Linked DNA regions of Zea mays: all the other regions are linked to region 2. A link is a contact called in public Hi-C data. All regions are on one chromosome and are shown on one strand. The core of a region is the stretch at or near the end of the contact, and the rest is flanking DNA. Distances in the headings are between cores, read along the strand shown.

The links. Hi-C and Micro-C count contacts between places; a contact is called where the count stands out from the background.
Region 1: a Hi-C map of endosperm shows a contact between it and region 2, with 2.5 times the contacts expected there. The contact joins the promoter of LOC100274725 here to the promoter of LOC100382650 in region 2. A contact is called at or near these places in 3 of 25 Hi-C or Micro-C datasets (ear, endosperm and tassel).
Region 3: a contact with region 2 is called in a Hi-C map of ear, with 3 times the contacts expected there. The contact joins the promoter of LOC100278787 here to the promoter of LOC100382650 in region 2. A contact is called at or near these places in 5 of 25 Hi-C or Micro-C datasets (bundle sheath, ear, endosperm and 2 more).

Annotation. Positions count from the first base shown.
Region 1 is chr1:89,659,713-89,663,061 of Zm-B73-REFERENCE-NAM-5.0, forward strand. It overlaps LOC100274725 (NADH dehydrogenase [ubiquinone] 1 beta subcomplex subunit 8 mitochondrial), which reads left to right and starts at 1,910. Exons shown (of 4, transcript NM_001149025.1): 1 at 1,910-2,174; 2 at 2,307-2,393; 3 at 2,500-2,595. The coding sequence starts at 2,037.
Region 2 is chr1:90,035,251-90,038,577 of Zm-B73-REFERENCE-NAM-5.0, forward strand. LOC100382650 reads right to left here and starts at 1,551. Exons shown (of 14, transcript NM_001361671.1): 1 at 1,348-1,551; 2 at 1,176-1,256; 3 at 369-437; 4 at 232-295. The coding sequence starts at 1,473.
Region 3 is chr1:90,300,826-90,304,388 of Zm-B73-REFERENCE-NAM-5.0, forward strand. LOC100278787 reads left to right here and starts at 2,165. Exons shown (of 4, transcript NM_001151950.2): 1 at 2,165-2,529; 2 at 2,842-2,931; 3 at 3,018-3,345. The coding sequence starts at 2,842.

The DNA.
Region 1 (3,349 bases), core at 660-3,159, 380 kb before region 2:
GTTTTTAAAACAATGTACTAAGTCTGAGAAACGTACCTTTACACTTGATTTGTACTTTGTCCACCATTTACACTTAGGCACTTGTGTTGGACACTAAATCACCAAAATACTTAGAAATGGCCCAAGGGTACATTTCCCTTTCACTAACCTATACATGGGAATATGTTGGATCTCGGCTAGAAATGGGTCCAGATCTCTTCCTATAAATATAAAGAGGTACGACCGATTGAGTACTTATTCGATTATATGTCGTATAGGAATGGATCTCGCCTAGGAATGGATCTCACCATAGGAATGGATCTCACCATATCAATCTTCACTTTTATTCGATTATATGTCGTATAGAGATCATCTTGGTTAGCCTACCGACCCCAAGACGACTCTAGGATCTTTCTCTGACAAGATTCCCCCGGGAGGCGAGATCCAGGTTCAACTGAGAGCTCTTTTGTGTCGTCGCGGACAGCCTGCTGCCCTACCACGGACGATCTAGGTGTATCGTACTTATCTTTATCTTCTATTTTAAACTTAACTCTATAAACAGTGGTTGTCGTAGCATGAGCAAGGCTAATTGGTTAGCATGGTGCATGGCATTTGTTTGACGCAGCATGTCGGGCATGTCTGGCTGATGAGTTTATTACTCAGCATATTTCGCATATATCTACGGCTAGATTACGCTACGTTACCGAACGCCCGAGTAAACATATACATAGCACCTAAGCGAAGTTAAACAAAAAGGAAAATATAAGCAATGATATGATCAACCCACTAGCAGGTCCAATGTTTCTCTGGCGCGAAACGAGGAGACAGGACACATCACGCATTGAAGGCCATGTGAGCCCCCCGCATAGTTTATTATCCCGTCATGGATCTCGCAGACTGGTTGATTGATTACGATCGAGTGATTAGCCCGGCTCCTCCCGCGGGGCGGTTGGCTAACAGCAAGGTTAGCTGAATGCACCCAGGTCGGTGCGGTGCTGTGCGGGTTGGCGTCGGAGTCCGCCAATAGTTTTTTTTTTTGTGTGTGTGTGTTGTTCATGCCGGGACTTGCAATCCGAGAGCAGTTTACTGGCATGACGCATGCGCGCTCCCACAGTCGGTGACGTTGATTGTGTTTCAAATGGTCTGGCTGGTGTCTGTAGTTTCTCTCGTGCTGTTTTGTTTATAGCTGAACGAGTTTTTTTTAAAAAAATCCGGTAGCAGTGCAAAAGTCCAAGCCATGAGACAAAAGTATCCGCCTTTTATTTTTCACCCTCGGTAGCCGCGGAAGTATTGGGACTTGGGAGCTTTGGTACTACGTACTACAATACAATATATACTTCTTCTTCGCGTAATATACTATACGTACAATACACTGTACTGCTGAGGGGGAGGCGATCGCATCTCTCAACTGACGAATCGAGGCAGCAGCTGGCGTGGCGGCCCGGCCTGGTTTGTGCTGTGCTGTGCTGTGCTGTGCTGACGGCAGCGCGGGGGGCAAGAAAATCATTTTGACGTGGTTGCTTCGTGCTCATGGAAACATCTGCATCAGTTGTCGGTACTATGTTTAGTCCGTCACCTGCCAGCGAGTTAACAACACCTACCTAGCTATATGCCTATATAGCCCGTTGCTGCTTCGGTGACGGGTTGCGGGGCCCGCATAAACAACTGCGACTAGTATACAGTACGATGGTGGTAAGTGTAGTACAGAACTGTACAAAGACACTACATATATATTTGTGGTGGATTTTTTAGTGTTTTTTCTTCCCACAGGCGGCAGTGTTGTGAAAGCCCCGTGAACATCATCACTTTTCACAATGCAAGGCCCAGTGAAGCGTGGCCCAGCAAAACGCATGCCTATCCCAGTGGACTCCACAAGGCCCAAATATACATGCCAAATCCGCTTCCAGTTTTCTCCCCCACTGGATACAGCACACGAGGCCCGAACAAAGCCCACCCAGCTTCCTTCTGTCTCCACCGCCGCCGACGACGAGCCGCGCAACCCAACTCACCGCACGACGACTCGCACTGATCGGAGAGCCAGCGAGCGAGCGAGCGAGATGGCCGGGAGGTTAACCGCAGCAGGGTTCCGCGTCCTTGGCGGCGGCGGCGCACGCGCCGCGGCCGCGGCCGCTGCCCTCCGGCACCGCGCCGGCATGGGCCTCCCCGTCGGCCGCCACATCGTCCCAGACAAACCCGTAAGTCTCCCGCACCCCGAGTCCAGATCCAAATCCGACCCTCGCTCGTGCGTCCTCTCCTCATCTGCGCGCCAGTGAGTTGCCGTCTCAAACCGATTGGATTCTGGGGATTTTTTCTGTTTTGGGTCGCAGCTGCCCGTGAACGACGAGCTGGTGTGGGACAACGGCACGCCCTTCCCGGAGCCCTGCATCGACCGCCTTGCCCCGCACATCGGCAAGGTATTACGGGACCTGATCAAACACGTCGTGCGTTGCGGCGTCATATGCGTCTGGACTGTTTCTGATTTGGCTGTTTCATTGGTTCTGTGTGTTTGCTGCTCGATAGTACGAGGCGTTGGCGTGGCTGTGCGGAGGGCTGGGGTTCTTCGCTGCCCTCGGTGTGGCTGCGGTGGTGAACGATAAGGCCTCCAAGATACCATATGTGAGTGTGCATTGCTAACCGTTGTTTCCCTGATTGCATTTCGATCTTCCAGTGTTTGTTGTGCTATAGATATCCCTCCACCTACTATAACTAGGGAAAATATCCTATGCAATCACTTATCCTGGTGCAAGCATGCAATCAAGCGATCTGGTGCATCCGATCTAGATCTAATGGTAACTGTTATTTTACATTTAACCCCTTCCACCTGAAACCTAGTGTCTATTTTACATTTAACCACTTCCATATGAAACCGTTGGATCTAGACTGGATGCTCTGGATAGTTTGATTGCACGCTTGCACAAAAATGAGTGATTGCACATGATATGTCCTCCTATAACTATGTTTCTTATGATTTTTTTTAAAAAACTAGCTTCCGTGGGTTATTCGTAAGTCACTATAAGATAGTATATTACTTCAAAAGTTTTTATCAGACGAAATGATATTATATCATGGTTCTCACGGCACCATAGCGAGGCGAGTAGCCAGCCAGGCGCCTCTGCCTAGGCGTCCTGTCCAGCAGCAGCTAGCAAATATGCAAGTATGCAAATGCAACATATATGAATACATGACATCAAATAATAGCAAATAAAATATACTTCCATTTTGCAACAAGTAGCAAGCAGCTATATAAGTCCACCAAATACATGGTAAAGTGAATAACTGATAAAGTTTAAAGTGGTAGCTAATAAATATGTGCATATGGCATACTGCCCTAAGTCCCAGAAGGGCTAAAGCCTTAGGCCTAATGTCCTAA
Region 2 (3,327 bases), core at 301-2,800:
TCTTTCCATTGACCTTTTCTAGAGAAAAATAAAGTGGGTTCAACAAGCAAGCAAATGGAGAGTTATTTTGCTGAATTATCTCATCGTAATAGCTTGCTGCTGTTTTGTGAAAGCAAAAGCAAACAGTTCACTAAAAAGGATAAGCAGGTGACAGAAATATAATGGAATGATTACTATCAACAGTTCACAATGGGATACGAACTATATGCTATGCAGGGCCTAACCACCCACCTTCACTGATAAGTTCATGTAATCTAACAACATCCCCACCAGCACAGAATGCTCGGCCGCTGCCCTTCATGCAATGAACAACTCAATTTGTATTTGGTCAGTGATATTAGCAGAACTGAAATGATGAAGCACCGTACCTTCATCATGACAAAGCCAATGTCTGGGTTGTCCTCCCATGATTGATAAAATTTATTGAGCCTAGCTCCCTATCAAGACAGACATTTTACCACGCATCAGATCAATTGTTTCCAATGTGAAGCTGTAAGCTATAATATATACACCCATGGACAGAAAAAATGATAAAGTCAACATGTCGACACACGAAAAAAAACTAAGCCAAAGAATCATTTGCATTGCAAGAAAGGGACTAAGCCAATCTGCAGAAGCTCCACCTTAGCATGAATGACTCCCTGGGCATTAAATTATACACGTGCTCTGCAAATGATAGCAGGGGCACCAAACCACTATGAAGCATGACAACCGACTCATTTGATCAAACAGCACACATACAGTTCAGTGAGCCGGAACCCCACCACCGCACAACTATGTAAAGCATTTTGCTAGTTTTCCTCCTACTAAACAGTGCAGCTGTAAGGTTTTTGGGCCCAGTTTCCCTATAAGGGCTTGTTCGTTTTGCTCTCAATCCATGTGGATTGGGTGGGATTGAGCGGGTTTCAATCCTGAACAAGTCAAAATCCTTCATAATTTTTTTCCAATCACATCCAATCCACATGGAATAGGAATAACCGAACAAGGCCTAAGCTGGGTCCATTCTTTTCTTCTTAAGTTAGGTGAATTGCAGGAGTTTCCTGCCCTCTTTGAAGAGAATTCTTCAATGTAAAGCATTTCATTGAACAATGAGAATTCCAATCACCACCGTCCACCAAAACAAAACTGCGCACCAACAACTACCTACTATAGTACGCGAGGAAATGGGGACGAACCATGGTGGTGGTGAGGGCGTTGAGGTAGCCAGGGCGGTTGAGCACGGCAGCGCGCGCACTTGTCTTTCCTTCAACGAGCACCTGCGCAAGATACGTATCAGCTACCGAACCCCAAGCCTCCATTGGCAAAGGAGGATGCCACGACGGCGGGCCCGGCCAGGCGCTTAGTTACCTCGTCGCTGGAGGCGGCGTTTAACGGTTGCAGGGAGGAGAGAGGCCGCAGTCCCCCAAACGCGCCGCGGCGCAGGGCCTCGCCGGCGCGGCGTGAGACGGCGGCGGCGGCGGCGAGGCGCGGCATGGTGGCGCGGATCGTAGGGTTTTGGACTCTGGGAGTGGACGGTGGACTGGTCCTCAAAAGAGAAGTGTGGCCCTCCAGTGGAAGTGCCGTGATGAGAAGAAACGGCGTGGGAGCTCAGTCTGATTGAATATGGGCTAGGGATCGTGGGCCCAACTGTCAACCTGGTGAACTGGAAAGGGTGGGTAAGGCTGCATGACCCCAATTCTGTCGAATGAAAGATGTGCTTTGTTTGATGCCAAAGTAGAATAAGACAATATAATATTGTCCTTTCGATTTTTTTGGATCACGCCACCACCAAAAAATTACTCTGGTGTTTACCTCGCTCTCACGTAACTCTTATCTAAATACTTAGAAACTGTGACCGTCTCTTCCATCGCTTCATGTACATCTAACCAAACACACTTCAAGATTCCAATTGACGGCTAATTAAGGGTTTATTCGATTATTTTTATCACATGTGGACTGAATGGGATTGGAAAAAAAATATGAAAGATTTTAACTTGTTTGAGATTGAAATTCACACAATCTCACCAAATCCATTTGGATTGAGAGCAAAACAAACAAACCCTAAAATGGATGCAAACCTCCACAACAATGGAAATGGATGTAATCTTCCAAAAAATGAAAAAGATGCAAAAAAAAACTTTTCCCTTGTTCATACGAACCCAATAGATGCAATTGTCCTAAAAATAGATAAAAAAAATTCTTTTTTCCTTGTTCGTATGAAATCTTTTATTGCTAGAATCAGATTTTCAAGAGTCATAGCTTATGACTCATTAGTTCAACAAGAGGTAACAATGGACATACATTAACATTTTGTACAGGTGGTCATATGTGAAGCTTTTTTGGTTTAGAAAACATGCGCACCGCTCACATGGAAAAAATCTATTGTTGGTAATTTAGAATCGGTGTTGATAACAGATCGGCTCTCTTTCTATGATCAGAAGAGTTCTGGTCCTTTAACCATAATGAAATTTTCTTTGCTGATTGGTGGAGGAGGGCTCTCAAGCATAAAACAATTAGAAAAGGAATTAATTTGTTAAACTCTACTACTATAAAGCATCAGTTTCTGATATCGTTGTATGTCAACACTATTACAAAAATACCCCTTATATTTCTTTGGAATCAACCTATGGCCTAAACATCCACGTCCCGGAGTCACCTTGGGCCTGTTTGGTTCGGTTTTTTCTGAATAGCTTTTCTGAAAAGGTGGCTGTGGAGAAAAGCTGGCTGTGTAGAGAAGCTGGTGGTTAGAATCTAGATGTTTGGTTCGCCTGCTGTGGAGAAAAGTTGTTGGTTAGAATCTAGATGTTTGGATACGCAGATTCTGAGATTGCAGATTCTGTTTGAAAAAACGAAACACATAAACACCGAACCAACAAAAGGTCATTACATTATAATTAGTAGAGTTCATTACAACATAATTATCGCTATATTCACATATTAAACTACGACACTAATGCATTAGCAATAGCATCTCGAAATGCACTCATGTCTAACTCATCAGATGTGCTACTACTACTCTCACCTACGGGTACATCATGACCAAGGCTAGTAGGTACAAGTTGATCAAAGTCTCGATCGTGTAGAGCACTGTCTCTAATGAAGTTATGCAATGCCATACAAGCAATAATTATCTTGGATTGTTTCCTAAGCGAAAATGAAGGGAGACTTAGAAGAATTCTCCACTTCATTTTAAGCACCCCAAACGATCGCTCTATAACATTACATAGCGAAGAGTGTGCAAAGTTGAATACTTCTTTGCTACCAATAGGTTGCCTCGCATTTTGCCATTCTGAAATGTGGTACTTCTGACCCTTATAAGGTGCAATGTATCCCTTTCTATTTGGATAA
Region 3 (3,563 bases), core at 915-3,414, 270 kb after region 2:
ATGCCGAATATCAAACATGGAGCCAAGCCAAAGAGGAAAAGGCTAGTTAGTCCCTAGTGATTTTTGTTACGATTATGGACAAGTGTTAAGGTCATAATTGTACTTTTACCCGGGCTGCGTCCCGTGCCTATAAATAGGTGAATAGTACTCCCGTACTTTTCACGCTGAATTGTAATCACTATCGCATCTACACCTTCGAACAAGCCGAAGGTATCAATGTAATATAAATTTGTTAATGATCATGTGCATATTATGAAATACATATGTGTAAGAGGCAATAGATTGCATTCATTATCTTTATGCATTCTTATTTTCATGAATCATGAAGGCATGTCCTTCATGACCTTCATCAGAAGATTATTATATCCGAGAGGAGATAATACTTCGGAGGACGAAGGTCCTTAATCTTTAACAATTGTGTTGTCTTGTTCTTGATTCACAACATTTGAGAACAAGGGACCAACAAATATATATATATATATATATATCCAAACGAGGTACAGGCAGGGGCAACGGAAAGGGGGCAAAGTGGGCCATGGCCCCCCTCAAATTTTATAACCTTTTAGATCTCCTTTGGGACAAAGAAAAAGTGGAGGAATTTTAGAGTATTAAATTCCTATAGAAAATTTTTCTATAAAGACCTTTAGAACAAAGGATTGAGGTCATGCAAATCCTATAAAAATTCCTATGGAATAACCTATTGTAGTGTGATTTTGAAGGATTTCTAACTTGACGTCCAACCTCTTCGAGATTTTTTTGTGTGTCTATCTCTTTCCTCTAATTGTTGTGTTCTTTCTATATTGCATCCAAAATGCTCTATTAGAAGTTTTCGCATTTTTAATTCCTATAGAATTGCAAGTGTTAAGCAATTTATTCCTACACATTTTTCTTGTTCCTACATTTCACCAATCTTGTATTCCAAAGGGGGTATGAGGTTCATTTACTGTTATGTATAGAAAAAATCAAAATTTTGGGTGGGCTAATACAGTCCTATTATAGGCCTTCTCGTCGAATTGGTTTAGTCCTCCTAACATCCGTCCTCCTCCTCAGCCTAGTTTTTGCATCTATTCATTCGGTCTCATTCTTCTAGACGCTGCTCGAGCCAGTATGCCCTAACGCCCCTTTCCCGACGTCACACGATGCGATGTCGCCCAATCACGCTCCCTTCCCGGTGTCCTTATCCCGCTCGCCATCATCGCGACGCCGGTCCACCCAACATGTCCGATCTTGTATCATGTATTGATATAAAATTTAAATTACATAATACTAGTTTTTTACTGTCTTATTTGATTTTGTCATATGTTTTTTGCATCGATGAATTCTCGTACTACGTCCGGCACTGGGTACAAGTAAAATTGTGTGCATTGGCTTTTTATTTAGAGAAGCACGAAAGTGTAGGAGTAGACGTGTAGGAAAAGGGAGAAGATCAGTGCCACCTCCATGGATATACAACAGCATGGTCATCCTATCACCAAAGAAAGGCAACCAAAACAATAATTTCGCAATCAAGGCCATCCTTTCACCAAAGACAGGCAACCAAACAGTAACAATTTTGCCACCAAGCAATTGCCGGTTGCATTACTTAACACTGGCTTGGGCTGACCTCGTCAGAGATCGTCTACTTCGTGAAGCAACGGGAGGTGAGGGAACAAAACACGAGGGGCTTTTTTGGGGGCAAAGCATCCCCGCCCCGCCCTAGAAATTGTTCAGATAGTACACTTCCCGTATTCCCCCTATGCCAGCCTTTGCTGTCCTCCGCCACTTGATTATTATTTCTGTTGCTTTTCTATTGTATACTCCTGCCGGGTAGTACCATGTATTTGCTGCAGTGGACCATACCATCAGCCATCACTGTCAGTGTTGGAGGCACATCCAACCAACCAAACAAATAACTGAACTCGAGATATCTCCGTGGGTTTTTATTTTTATTTTCGAACACTGGTTAGATATTGACGGCAAAATTACATTGAGACAAAAAAAAATGGACTCCTTGATGCAAAAATTATCATTTTTTTAATTGGTCGATGACTGAACTCTAGTGGCTTTTCGGAACGCAGATCATCCGTACACGTGTTTTAATACAAAATACAAGTAACAACCAACAGCACCTACTTTCTCCTCCGGAACTGTGTGATTAAAGTGGCAGATTTGACGCATCTCCGTCCCCAAGCCCACCTCGCTCCTTGCATGCATATGCAGCAGCAGTCACAGGTAAGCAGATCCCCTAGAGAAGATTAGACTAACGAGAGGTATCAATCCCTATCTCCATCCCCATCTCCCACTACCCATGCGGCCATGCATCAGTAAATCAAAATCATAGCAGGTGAAAAAAAAGAGAGCATGTGAGCCGAGAGAGAAACAGGAAAGGAGCAGGAAAAAAAAAGAGAGAGAGAAGAAGCCGCAGGGGCTGGCCTGACGGTACGGACAGCCGCCTGCCTCCAGCAGTATCCAGCCGCGAAAGAATTGAGAAGATCCAGACCGAGCTCGACGAGGGGAGGCGCGACAAAGAAGTATCGCCGCCACGGAAAGGTTTCCTTTTTTCCCCCCTGTTTATTATGCGCCATAATCCTTTCTTTTTATGCCTTCCTGTTTTTCCGTATATACTAGAGCTTTTCCCGTTGCTTCGGTAGCTAAAGGAGTGGTTGTTCTCCACGGGGACAACAGAAAAATGATATGGAGATTTGGTTGCTTGTCCAATTAAGGTTGGTTTCTTGTTTATGGTTGTATAAGCCCGTTGAGTTAGGGTTAACAGCTTGGGTGAAATTGGACTGTAAGGTTACTTTGGGTGGCGACGAACGTGAATGCGATGTGATATCTTTTATTTTATTTTTTTTTTTGCAGATGGAGGATCTGAAGAAGTTTTATCCTTCTTTCTGGAAGCAATCTAGCAGTTCACGAAGTAGCCTGCACTCGATCCGTGAGCATAAGCTGGTGAGAGGAACAGCTAGATTTCTTTTCTCTCCCATGTAAGATAGTCTAAATTTGTCTTGCTAAAGAAGGATTTTTTGGTGCCCCAGATGGATTTGGGTTCGAGGCGCAATCAAACCCAAGAAGTTTCCACCAATTTCAATAAACGCAAACCGTTCTCCGAATCTGTGGAACTGACTTCAGATGTTAGGACTTCAGTTTGGAGAAAATCCGATGCTTATCACGGAGTGATTGACTTGGAGAAGCCATCGATTTCTGGTGATGCGATTGAAGCTATTGGTTGTTCTGGCTTTGGCAACCCTGCCAACCAAAATGGCAAGTCTCAGGATGGTTCATGCTGTATTTCACCAGAGAACACCTCACTTGCAGAGTCGCTTCAGTCGTGTAGAGACTGGAACATATCGCGTGTAAGCGTTGGTGAGTCTCTATTCAACCTTGCATCCTGTGCTAACATGTTTCAGAGCTACTTATGCAAACAGGTTGTTGTCATCTTGTATGACCTATTTTTTGACTGTACCTGTTGCATATGTGTCTATAAGTTGAACCTTTGATGAATAAAGGCTATAGTGCTCAATTAATGACAAAGAGGATGATATTGCCACATTGTTTGTCACAGCCATAAGTTACATAAATAG